3 separate regions of the Mus musculus genome follow, and all the other regions are linked to region 1. Evidence: chromatin contacts called from public promoter capture Hi-C data. All regions are on one chromosome and are shown on one strand. Each heading gives the region's core, a stretch centred on a gene start, on an enhancer-like site or on the middle of the called end of the contact. The rest is flanking DNA. Distances are from core to core; before and after follow the strand shown. Region 1 holds the start of Trhr2 (thyrotropin releasing hormone receptor 2). Region 2 has its middle 29 kb from the start of Gm34413. Region 3 overlaps Acsf3 (acyl-CoA synthetase family member 3).

Evidence for each region. Promoter capture Hi-C pulls out the DNA fragments that hold promoters and counts their contacts.
Region 2: a contact with region 1 is called in a promoter capture Hi-C map of trophoblast stem cells, with 5 times the contacts expected there. The contact joins the enhancer-like site here to the promoter of Trhr2 in region 1. A contact is called at or near these places in 7 of 39 promoter capture datasets (the 3T3-L1 cell line, cranial neural crest, embryonic stem cells and 4 more), 1 of 484 Hi-C or Micro-C datasets (bone marrow-derived macrophages), 2 of 115 datasets of contacts at active chromatin or transcription factors (both in embryonic stem cells) and 1 of 9 other capture datasets (embryonic stem cells).
Region 3: a contact with region 1 is called in a promoter capture Hi-C map of stem cell-derived epiblast-like cells, with 2.5 times the contacts expected there. The contact joins the enhancer-like site here to the promoter of Trhr2 in region 1. A contact is called at or near these places in 2 of 39 promoter capture datasets (liver and stem cell-derived epiblast-like cells), 1 of 484 Hi-C or Micro-C datasets (embryonic stem cells), 1 of 115 datasets of contacts at active chromatin or transcription factors (pancreatic cancer cells) and 1 of 9 other capture datasets (embryonic stem cells).

The regions. Positions count from the first base shown.
Region 1 is chr8:122,361,047-122,364,111 of GRCm38.p6, forward strand. Trhr2 (thyrotropin releasing hormone receptor 2) reads right to left here and starts at 1,782. Exons shown (of 4, transcript NM_133202.3): 1 at 1,755-1,782; 2 at 1-433.
Region 2 is chr8:122,064,005-122,066,943 of GRCm38.p6, forward strand. It overlaps a transcript of Zfp469 not described here. Among named protein-coding and RNA genes, the nearest start is that of Gm34413, 29 kb to the right of the region's middle. Within about 2 kb of position 1,382, at least 19 of the 459 cell types and tissues checked have an H3K27ac peak or open chromatin away from gene starts, as enhancers often do. A contact at or near this core is called in trophoblast stem cells, where this site is marked.
Region 3 is chr8:122,813,337-122,816,211 of GRCm38.p6, forward strand. It overlaps Acsf3 (acyl-CoA synthetase family member 3), which reads left to right. Exons shown (of 10, transcript NM_144932.4): 9 at 224-335. Among named protein-coding and RNA genes, the nearest start is that of Gm35466, 8.6 kb to the right of the region's middle. Within about 2 kb of position 1,550, at least 25 of the 459 cell types and tissues checked have an H3K27ac peak or open chromatin away from gene starts, as enhancers often do. A contact at or near this core is called in stem cell-derived epiblast-like cells, where this site is marked.

The DNA.
Region 1 (3,065 bases), core at 532-3,031:
AAGAAAGGAGTCAGCGTAGAAATCAGGTGGATGCATATTTGAGAGTTGAGAAGCTGTAGTTTAAAGCCCTGTGGACCCTCCACTGAGGTGCAGAACAGCAGGCTTCGAGGAGGGCTCTAGAGTCAGGGCTAAGGGTGGAAATAGAGCAGCCAACAGCACAGGGGCATGGATGGTTCTTGGGACAGCAGCTGCCGCAGCAGTCCTATGATAGTACAAAGTGCATGATATGGTCCCAGCCCACAGCTGAGGGTGGGAGGGCTCAGCTGCCAAGCCTGAAGCCCAGAGCAACAGAGCCAGGCCCTGAGCCTCGTGGACTCTGAATCTTCTGTTCACCTGCAAGTGTCTGAGGCTCAAGACCCAGTAGACTCAGATGAACCACGAGGAGATGGGTGTGTGTTCTGAGATCCACAGAGTACCAGCTTCCTGGCGATGGCTACAAAGGATTTGTTGGGGATCCAGTTAAGGCAGGCACCAACATGGGAGCAAAATGGGGGTTTAGCTTAGAGTGCACATACATGTTCCTGCTACAACTGACATGCAGGGCAAACGTACCACACTGCATACAAACAGAACACAAGATTAAATATACTTCAAAGACACAAACACACACATCTCAACATACAACACACCAACATACACACACACTTCTCTATGCAACACACTCAGCAGACAGACACACACATACACCAAACACTACACTCAGCCCTACACACCCACACACCTCAATGCTTGCACCCTGCCAGTGTGATTGCCTGTAGACACTGCAGAGCCCAGCACCATATAAACCCCAGGATGACCTGAGGCTCAGTCCCACACTGCACTATGATAGCCCTCAGGACAGGCACCAGATCATCAGAACAAGCGTGGGGGGGCGGGGGGGGGGCTCATGGAGAAGCTGCCTCCACAGATGCTGCCCACACACAGCTGTATACATGCAGCACAGAGCACATGTGTATAGCCACCCAGCACACATGCACACACAATGTGCCTGTGCCTCCACACGTGCACTGCACCTTTGCACATGGAAGACGTCTACACCCACTTGAGCATACATCCAGGTATGCATACACACACACAGAAATACAAGCCAAAAATCATACCCAACACACAATGACTGCCCACACAGGCATTACAGACCTTACACATGTGTGCAACACATGTTCTGTGTGCATACATGACATTTAGCCCTGATGTGAATGCCCTGTGTGCTGTGCTCACAATATATGATGGACACACACACACATACACACACACACACACACACACACACATCCCACAGGCTGACTTTCCTCAACCTAGACATATACACCGTCCACCCTCATATTCCCGCACAGACACATACACCACATGCCTGCTCCTACAGACAAATCCACACAGCTGGAACATTCCTGGCTGGTGGAGCAGAGGAGCCGAGATCTGCAGGCTCTAGCAGCTGCTTCAACCCCAGTAGCTCTTTCTCTACCGTCAGCAAGACACTGTAAACCAGGGCTGAATCCAGAGACCTCACAGAGCTCTTCCAGATGTGGAAGCCAGAGCTGCAGAGGCCCACCCCTGATGCCTTACCTCCAGGGACTCTCATTTGCTACCACACCCATTTAGCCCCGATGTGAATGCCCTGTGTACTGTGCCCACAGTATAGGGCACACACACACACACACACCTCAGTGAGGACCACTGCATACAATGTCCCAGCAAGAACTGCCCCCCCATAGCCCCTAGACCCCCTGAGAAACTTCTAAGGTCAGAGAACTCACCTAGTGAAGACTCAATGCATTTTCCTCTTTCCAGGTTGGGCTAAGTGGGGGGGTGGGGAGGGGAGGGATAAGAGAAAGGAAGGAGGGGAGGGAGAAGGGGGGAGCAGAGAATGAGTAGAAGGAGGTGGAAGTAAGGAGGGAGGGAGGGAAAGAGAGAGGGAGAGAGGGAGAGAGACGGAGAGGGAGGGAGACAGAGAGGGAGGGGGGAGGAAGGGAGGGAGAGAGAGAGAGAGAGAGAGAGAGAAAGAGAGAGAGAGAGAGAGAGAGAGAGAGAGAGAGAGAGAGAGAGCCCAAGCTTCAATCATTCCGTGGAAGGCGGCTTTACCTTCTGCTGACTGCAGTATTACACATGTGCGCGTGTGCACCTCACACAGCCTCACCAACTTCTCCCAGCTCCTCGGCTCCCCTCTCACCCTCCCTCTGCAGAGCAGGGAGTCCCAGGGCCAATCTGTACCAACATCAGCAGCCTAGGTCTCTCCAGCAGGGGGGCGGGGAGGGGAAGCATGGACACTGTCCTCTTGGGCTTGGGTGGGTGAGTGCTCCGGTTCATCTGGCTGGCAGGGAGTCCTGCTACAGAGCAGAGCAACTCTCTACCTGACAGAAAGGAGGAGGACAATGAGCCCAGAGAGGAACCTGAGGAGTGGGGCCAAATCCCCAGTGGCCAGCTAAGAAGGCAGCTCCAAGCCGAGCCCCTATGGATGACCTAGCCCCAGGGTCCATGAGAGACCAGACTAGGAAGGGGCTAGACTGGGCAGAGGGACAAGGGGGACTCCATCCATGTGACTCTGAGGAAGCCATTATCCTGACTGGATGAAGACTTCAAGTTCAATCTTTTGGGGGGTGGAAGGGCGAGTGGGCACCCACACTGTAGTAAGTAACCCAGACATCTAACCCATGCTCTGCAGAGAGGACCAACAAACTCATTGGGCCTTCCCAGTAAACTTTGGTGGAATTGTGCCTCAGTTTGACCTTGGGACCCTTGGAGGCGATGTTTACCTCTCGTCCTGGGAAGGAATTTTGGCAGCACAAGTGCGTGCTTTGGAAGGGCGATGATGTCACCCATAATTTGGAGACATGACACAAATTGTTGCATGGGGAGGGGCCAGGTTGTTTACAGAGAAAATCTTGACCTGTTGGTTTATCTGTACAGGGTTTGTGGGAGAGCGACAAGGGAATGGAGATTACTGAGATATCCAAGTCAGGTGAATACGTGATGGGCACGTCTGTGGCATACCTGCCTGATGGGTGGGATTCGCATAGCAAGCAGAGATGCTTTGAGAACAGATATTACACGCCCTGGGGGGACGCATC
Region 2 (2,939 bases), core at 132-2,631, 300 kb before region 1:
CCTCCTGGGCCATCCAACAGCCCTGCCTTGGAGGGAATCTGTTTTCCTGTAGTTCTGAAATCACGTTCCATGCCCTGGGCTCCAGTGTGCGGTTGATCATGGTCCAGTGTGCATTTATCAGACTTGGGGAGATGCAGGCAGGTGCCTCTGGCTCCACAGAACAGAACCCACTGGCATTTTGTGTGTACTTCCTGTGGGTGATAGGCACAGGGCCTGGGCTTGGCTGTGTCCTCTCCTATTCTGCTGGCAGGGACTTGGCCCCTGTTTGGATTCACCTCTACAACTTGTCGGTAGGTGGCTTGGGCTCTTGCTGCTCACACGGGTCACAACAGTATTAGGTAGGATGCACATGCGATCTCAGAGCAGCTTGTACCCAGCCACACCTTCAGGGGAGCTAAGGACAGAGGCTTCAATCACCATCCCTGTGAGGCCTGTCTTCTGTGGGGACACTCCCAGCCTCTCCATCTGCTTTGAATCACAGCCTGGGGTGCTGATGCTCCGTGGCTGCTTGCATCCACATGTTTTGGAAATTACCCTCCCGCAGCCCAGCCTCACAATGACCTCAGCTGGCTGCCGTTCACTCGGGATAGGACTCTGCTTCACAACAGGCCTGTGCCTGCTTGCAGCCCAGGGGCACCTGGATCCATCCCTCTGCACCCAGGTACCAGGGAGTCTGTAGGTCTGTCCCTATACTGTTGGTCACTGGCTATGCGGCCTGTACTGTACTCTCTGTCACCAGTACCCGAGATGGCTGACTGGCATTGTCACTCTGTCTTTTTGTGACATTGAGTGATTAGATCTTTCCCACAGTGGAAAACACTGCACTCCAGTGTCACATACTCATGGGAATTTGAGAGACCAGAGCCCTATCCAGCTCTACCACCATTGTGGAAACACTTTAGAGATGCTTAAGGAGTCTGCATCTCACTCTCGTGAATGTTTGCAGTGACCATGGATGTCTCTGTGGCCAATAAAATGGAAACATCCAGAATGGATGCCGTAGACAGGTGAGAAGGGCAACGTGGGTATCTGGGACTAGGCGGCAAGGTGGCCTGTGAGTCTGGGTTGTACCTTAAGCTCACTTTGCAGCCGTGATTGGAGGGCACAGAAGCAGTGTCACACACGCGAACACATCTGCAGAGGGTGCTGTCGAGTAGCTTTTTGGGCAGCACTACAGAGAATCCATTCTCATGAAGATCGGTGCATCCCCACCTAGAAGATCCTGCACATCCCAGGATCAGGTCCTCCTGGAGGGTCAGGTATGGCCATACTGGCTGTGCTACCTGAAGTTTCACCGAGGAGTGTCCCTCCTCTGTGCCCCTGGGGCAGTTCACAGCTGCACAGCCACACAGGCCCGCCCTTTCTGGGCGTGGCTGTTACTTTCAGCCTGCTAGCAACCTGACCAGTGTCTCATGCTGACTGTGTCTCACTCTGACCACGTCTACAGTGTCCACGTCTTTAATCTCAGCCAGGAGGGAGAGGGCTGCTAGGTGAGAATGAAGCAGACTGCAGCCCAGAGCTGGTGAGGATGCATGGGAAGGTCTAGTCTCTGTGTCCTTGTAGGAAGCAGTTTTCCAGTTGTTCTGAGAGATTCAAGGCAGGACTCAGGGTGCACCTTCAGGATAGGAAATGCTCTCTCCACTTCCATGGCAGATGGGGAGCATCATGGTGGGCCCGGTGAAGGTTTGAGTCCACCGACTGGCTCGTACTTGTCATCAGGGAAGCAAGCTTACCTGCAGCCATCCTTGCGGACCTGCACATTGTGATTATCCTCCTGTGTGATTATACACATCTGTACTGTCTTCTTTCTCCTTAAAAAAAAAACAAAAAAACAAAAAAACAACAAAAAAACCCAAAACAAAACAGTTACAACTTCACTCATGTGTACCTAGACACAGGTACACGTGAATAAAAAAATCAATTCTTTAATAATTACACAGGTATTCAAGGGTCCCCTAAAATCTTCTATGCACCAGTTTCTATGTTGGTAGCCCAGCTGAGCTGACATCCTTTCTGAAGAGTGTTGCTCTCTTTGGGATGGCCCAGGTGACAGACCACTTCTGACAACCGACAGAGAAAGGCTGCTGACCTTTTTCCTGGCTGTGACCAAATGTCCCATAAGAAGCAGGTTGAGGGGAGAGGGCTCGGGCATCATGGAGGGAAGCATGAGAGCAGCAGTGCAGGGCGCTCGCTTTCGTGGGGGCAGATCTAGTGCTCCGACAGGAACACCAGAGTACATGTCTCTTTTCTCCTCTCCCCTTTTTATCCAGTCCAGGACCCCAGTACACGGTACGGCACTGTGCACATTCATGGCAAGCCTTCCTCAGTAAATCCTATCTGGAGAAGCCCTCAGAGACACACCCAGAGGTGAACGCCATCAATACGCAGGCATCCTTCCCCCTTTAAAAGTAATAGTTTCATTTCTTCTTTGAGAATCTAATACATGTGTGCAGTGTATTGTGAGCTTACTCCGTACCTCCCCCTCCTCCAGTTCTGCCAGGGTCTTGTGTTCTCCTTCTCTCCTGAGTTCATGGACTCATGAATAATAATAATAATAATAATAATAATAACAATCAACAGACCCTCGAGTCCAGTTAGTGCTGCCCACAGTGCATGAGTGTGGGGCCAGCCTCTGTGGCATGTGCAACCCACCCTCACCCTCACCCCCAGAGAAAAGTGACTCTCCCTTCCTCACTAGCCACACTGACACTATGACTGGCTTGATCTTGTTCAGGACTCGTGTAGGCAACCCCAGCTGCTGTGAGCTGACATGTTTCAGAGCTTCCCTCCCTGTCTCATACTCTCTCTGCTTCTGTGAAGTTCCCCATGCTTACGCCAATGACCCGTTACAGCTGGGCACTCAGACTTACACTCAAGTGCTTCAGCCAGTCATGCATCACTGCTTTAAGTTCTGCTCGCTGCAAAAAACAAAGCTTCGC
Region 3 (2,875 bases), core at 300-2,799, 450 kb after region 1:
AGGCCTGGCCAGAACGCACAGCTGCTCTGCAGACCAAGCAAGAGCAGGCTGAGCCCCTAGAGATGCTTCCCACTCCCATGAGTGTCATCCCCACGGGTCTCACTCCAGGGGCTTGGGCACTGCAGCCAACAGCCCAACGTTACCACATATTCCTGCATGCTGTTCAGTCTGTGTGGTCATCAGGACCTTCCCAGGCATCCCCAACCTGTTCTGCTGTCCTCAGATGTCGCTGTAATTGGAGTTCCTGATATGACATGGGGCCAGCGGGTCACAGCTGTGGTTGCTCTTCAAGAAGGACATTCACTGTCCCACGGGGATCTCAAGGAGTGGGCCAGGTAGGGCTAAAGGGACTGTCCTGGGTTCTAGCGCATCTAAGGGAACCAACCACCTTGGAATCGGGGACAGAAGGGCCTGTCCTGGAGCGGGGAGGCTGGGTGAACCATTCTGGATTCTGGACGTGGGGAGGGTGAAGCCGAGAAGCCAACAGTGGGACCCGTGACTAGTTTGTCTCTTCCCTCATTAAATGTAGACTTGGCAGTAGGAAGGGCCTCTGCTGCAAACCGAGTTGGGAGACAGTGATAGTCTGAGGCAGAAATGTGTGTTCCTGGGACAGAAGCAGATATTTTGGTATCAACTTATAAACCCCAAATCATTTCAAGGCTTAGGACCCCCCAGCAAGTGCCTGACAATCCAGTGCCACACCGAGTACCCCTCCCCCCTCCCTATCCTGCCAGACTTGCTCAGGCCACCACAGGATGGCCTGGGCTTCGCAGCCCTGAGGACTGCCTGAGTGCCTCGCACCTTACTGCAGGGCCTCCCAAAGCCTGGGATTGCCTGGGCCTGTGCCCACAGCTCCCTTCTTAACCCAGGGCAGGGACGGATTCTCCCTGGTTCTTGTAGATCTTGGGGGTTTTTTGGGGGTGGGGGGTGGTGTTGAGACAGGGTTTCTCTGTAGCCCTGGTTGTCCTGGAACTCACTCTGTACACCAGGTGGCCTCCAACTCAGAGATCCGCCTGCCTCTGCTCCTCAAGTGCTATGATTAAAGGTGTGTCCCACCACAGCCACCATACTGCACTGGCTGGCTTGCCCCATGTTGTTTGTGGTAGACTCCAGTTTCTTTCATCTTAGTCCCTGGTGATTGCTGATATCCTCCCAGAACTCTCAGGACAGGAGACTCTCGAAGCTTCCACCGTGAGGAGAACTTCAGGATCCTTCTTTAAATCTGAGTTCCCTCCACTCTGCTGTCTCCTCACACACACACCCCCGCCCCCACCCCGACTTGCCTTCTCTATTTTTGGCTCGTCCAAAGAGACTTTACAGGCAGCAGGGGTCCTCGTTCATCAGGGCCACACAGCTGGGCAATTACTGATTCCCTGGATTCACAAAGTCACAGTTGGAGCTCCACAGCTTAGCAGAGGCAGCAGTCTGCTTGGCCGGTTGCTGCTGTGATTAAACAATTACTTTTTTGAGAAGAGAAACACAGGCATCCTCTGCTGAGAGCCAGTGTGGCTGTTGGATGGAGGCCCCACGTTGGCCTGAATCCCTCAAGCCATGGTCTGTGTCCACAGCTTGGTGGCTCCTGCGCTCTGAGTGCTTCCCCCAGGGCCTGTGTCTGCCGCTGAAGTCAGGCTCCTTGCTTGGGTGTTCAGGCTCATGGTGACTGTAAGAAGACCTGAGAAGAGGGCCAAGGGTTAGAGCATTGGGGAGCTGGAGCTGTGTACAGGGGGACAGTGCAAGAAAGATCGCCAGGCACTGCCGAGCTGTCCTAAGACATTTTGTCCCCACAGTGAGTAGCTTTCCCACCAGTTGTTCTTGGGGTTAGGGACCTGAGGAGAGACCCCACACACACACTTGAAACCACAGCCCTACCTAGTCCCCAGGGAACAGCGTCTGAGTTCCCCGGTGCTCGTCCTGTGAGCAAGGCCGTGTGGCCCAGTGATCATCACCCTTGTGTGATGTCCAAGTCCATGCTTGGTGAATGCTGCCTCAGGCCAGGGCTGTGCTGTCCAGTTGCCATTGGAGAGGCGGGTGGGAAGGACAGAGAGCAGAGCTCTCATCCTGAGGTTGCAGTCGGCTAATAGGAGTTCCAGAAAGAGACAGTGTCAGGAGGGGACACCAACAAAGAACCAGGTTTTCTCCATGTTGACTGAAAGAGAAGTGGCCACAGTGGCACAGGCCTGGAGCAAGTTCAAGGCCAGCCTGGGTGGCCCTGGTGACCCAGATGAGAAAGAGAAGGAGGTTTGGGAAGAAGCACAGAGAACCCAGGTGTCACTGTGTCCACCTGTGTTATCCACCTTCTGTGAGGTAGTGTGTACCTCACAGCAGCCCAGTGATTGTCAGGAGGTCCACACAGCCCCAAGTTGTCCTCCTTGTAGTTGGAAGAACCAGTGATATGCATAAATTACCAGAACTAATATGAGAGCCAGGCTGAAGAGCTCTGTGTCTGTGAAGCTGAGTCCCAGCTAAAAAACCACAAGGCAAATGCCAGGCCCAGAGCACCTCAGGGGACACTGCCCAAAGTGCATACAAGTCCATTCCCATTAGGAGGGACACTCCCACCTCACTTCATGGGACCCAAACCAGACAAGAAACCCAGACCAGTTTCCTGTCAGACAGACACAAAATGCTTAACCAAATGCTAGAAATTAGGTCCTATTCACAAAAGAGCCAACACATCCTGATCGTGTGGCACTTACACCAGAAACGGGAGGTTAAACATTGAGAAACCCAGCCGCGTGCGTGGGGTGTTTACAGAGTGAGAGCCCTGCTGTCAGTTCAGTAGACACGGAGCGTGCATTTCTAGATGCTCATGTCACTTGCAGGGACTCTAGCAGTACCAGAGAAGGAACATTCCTGAGCTGAGGGAGGGGCTCTG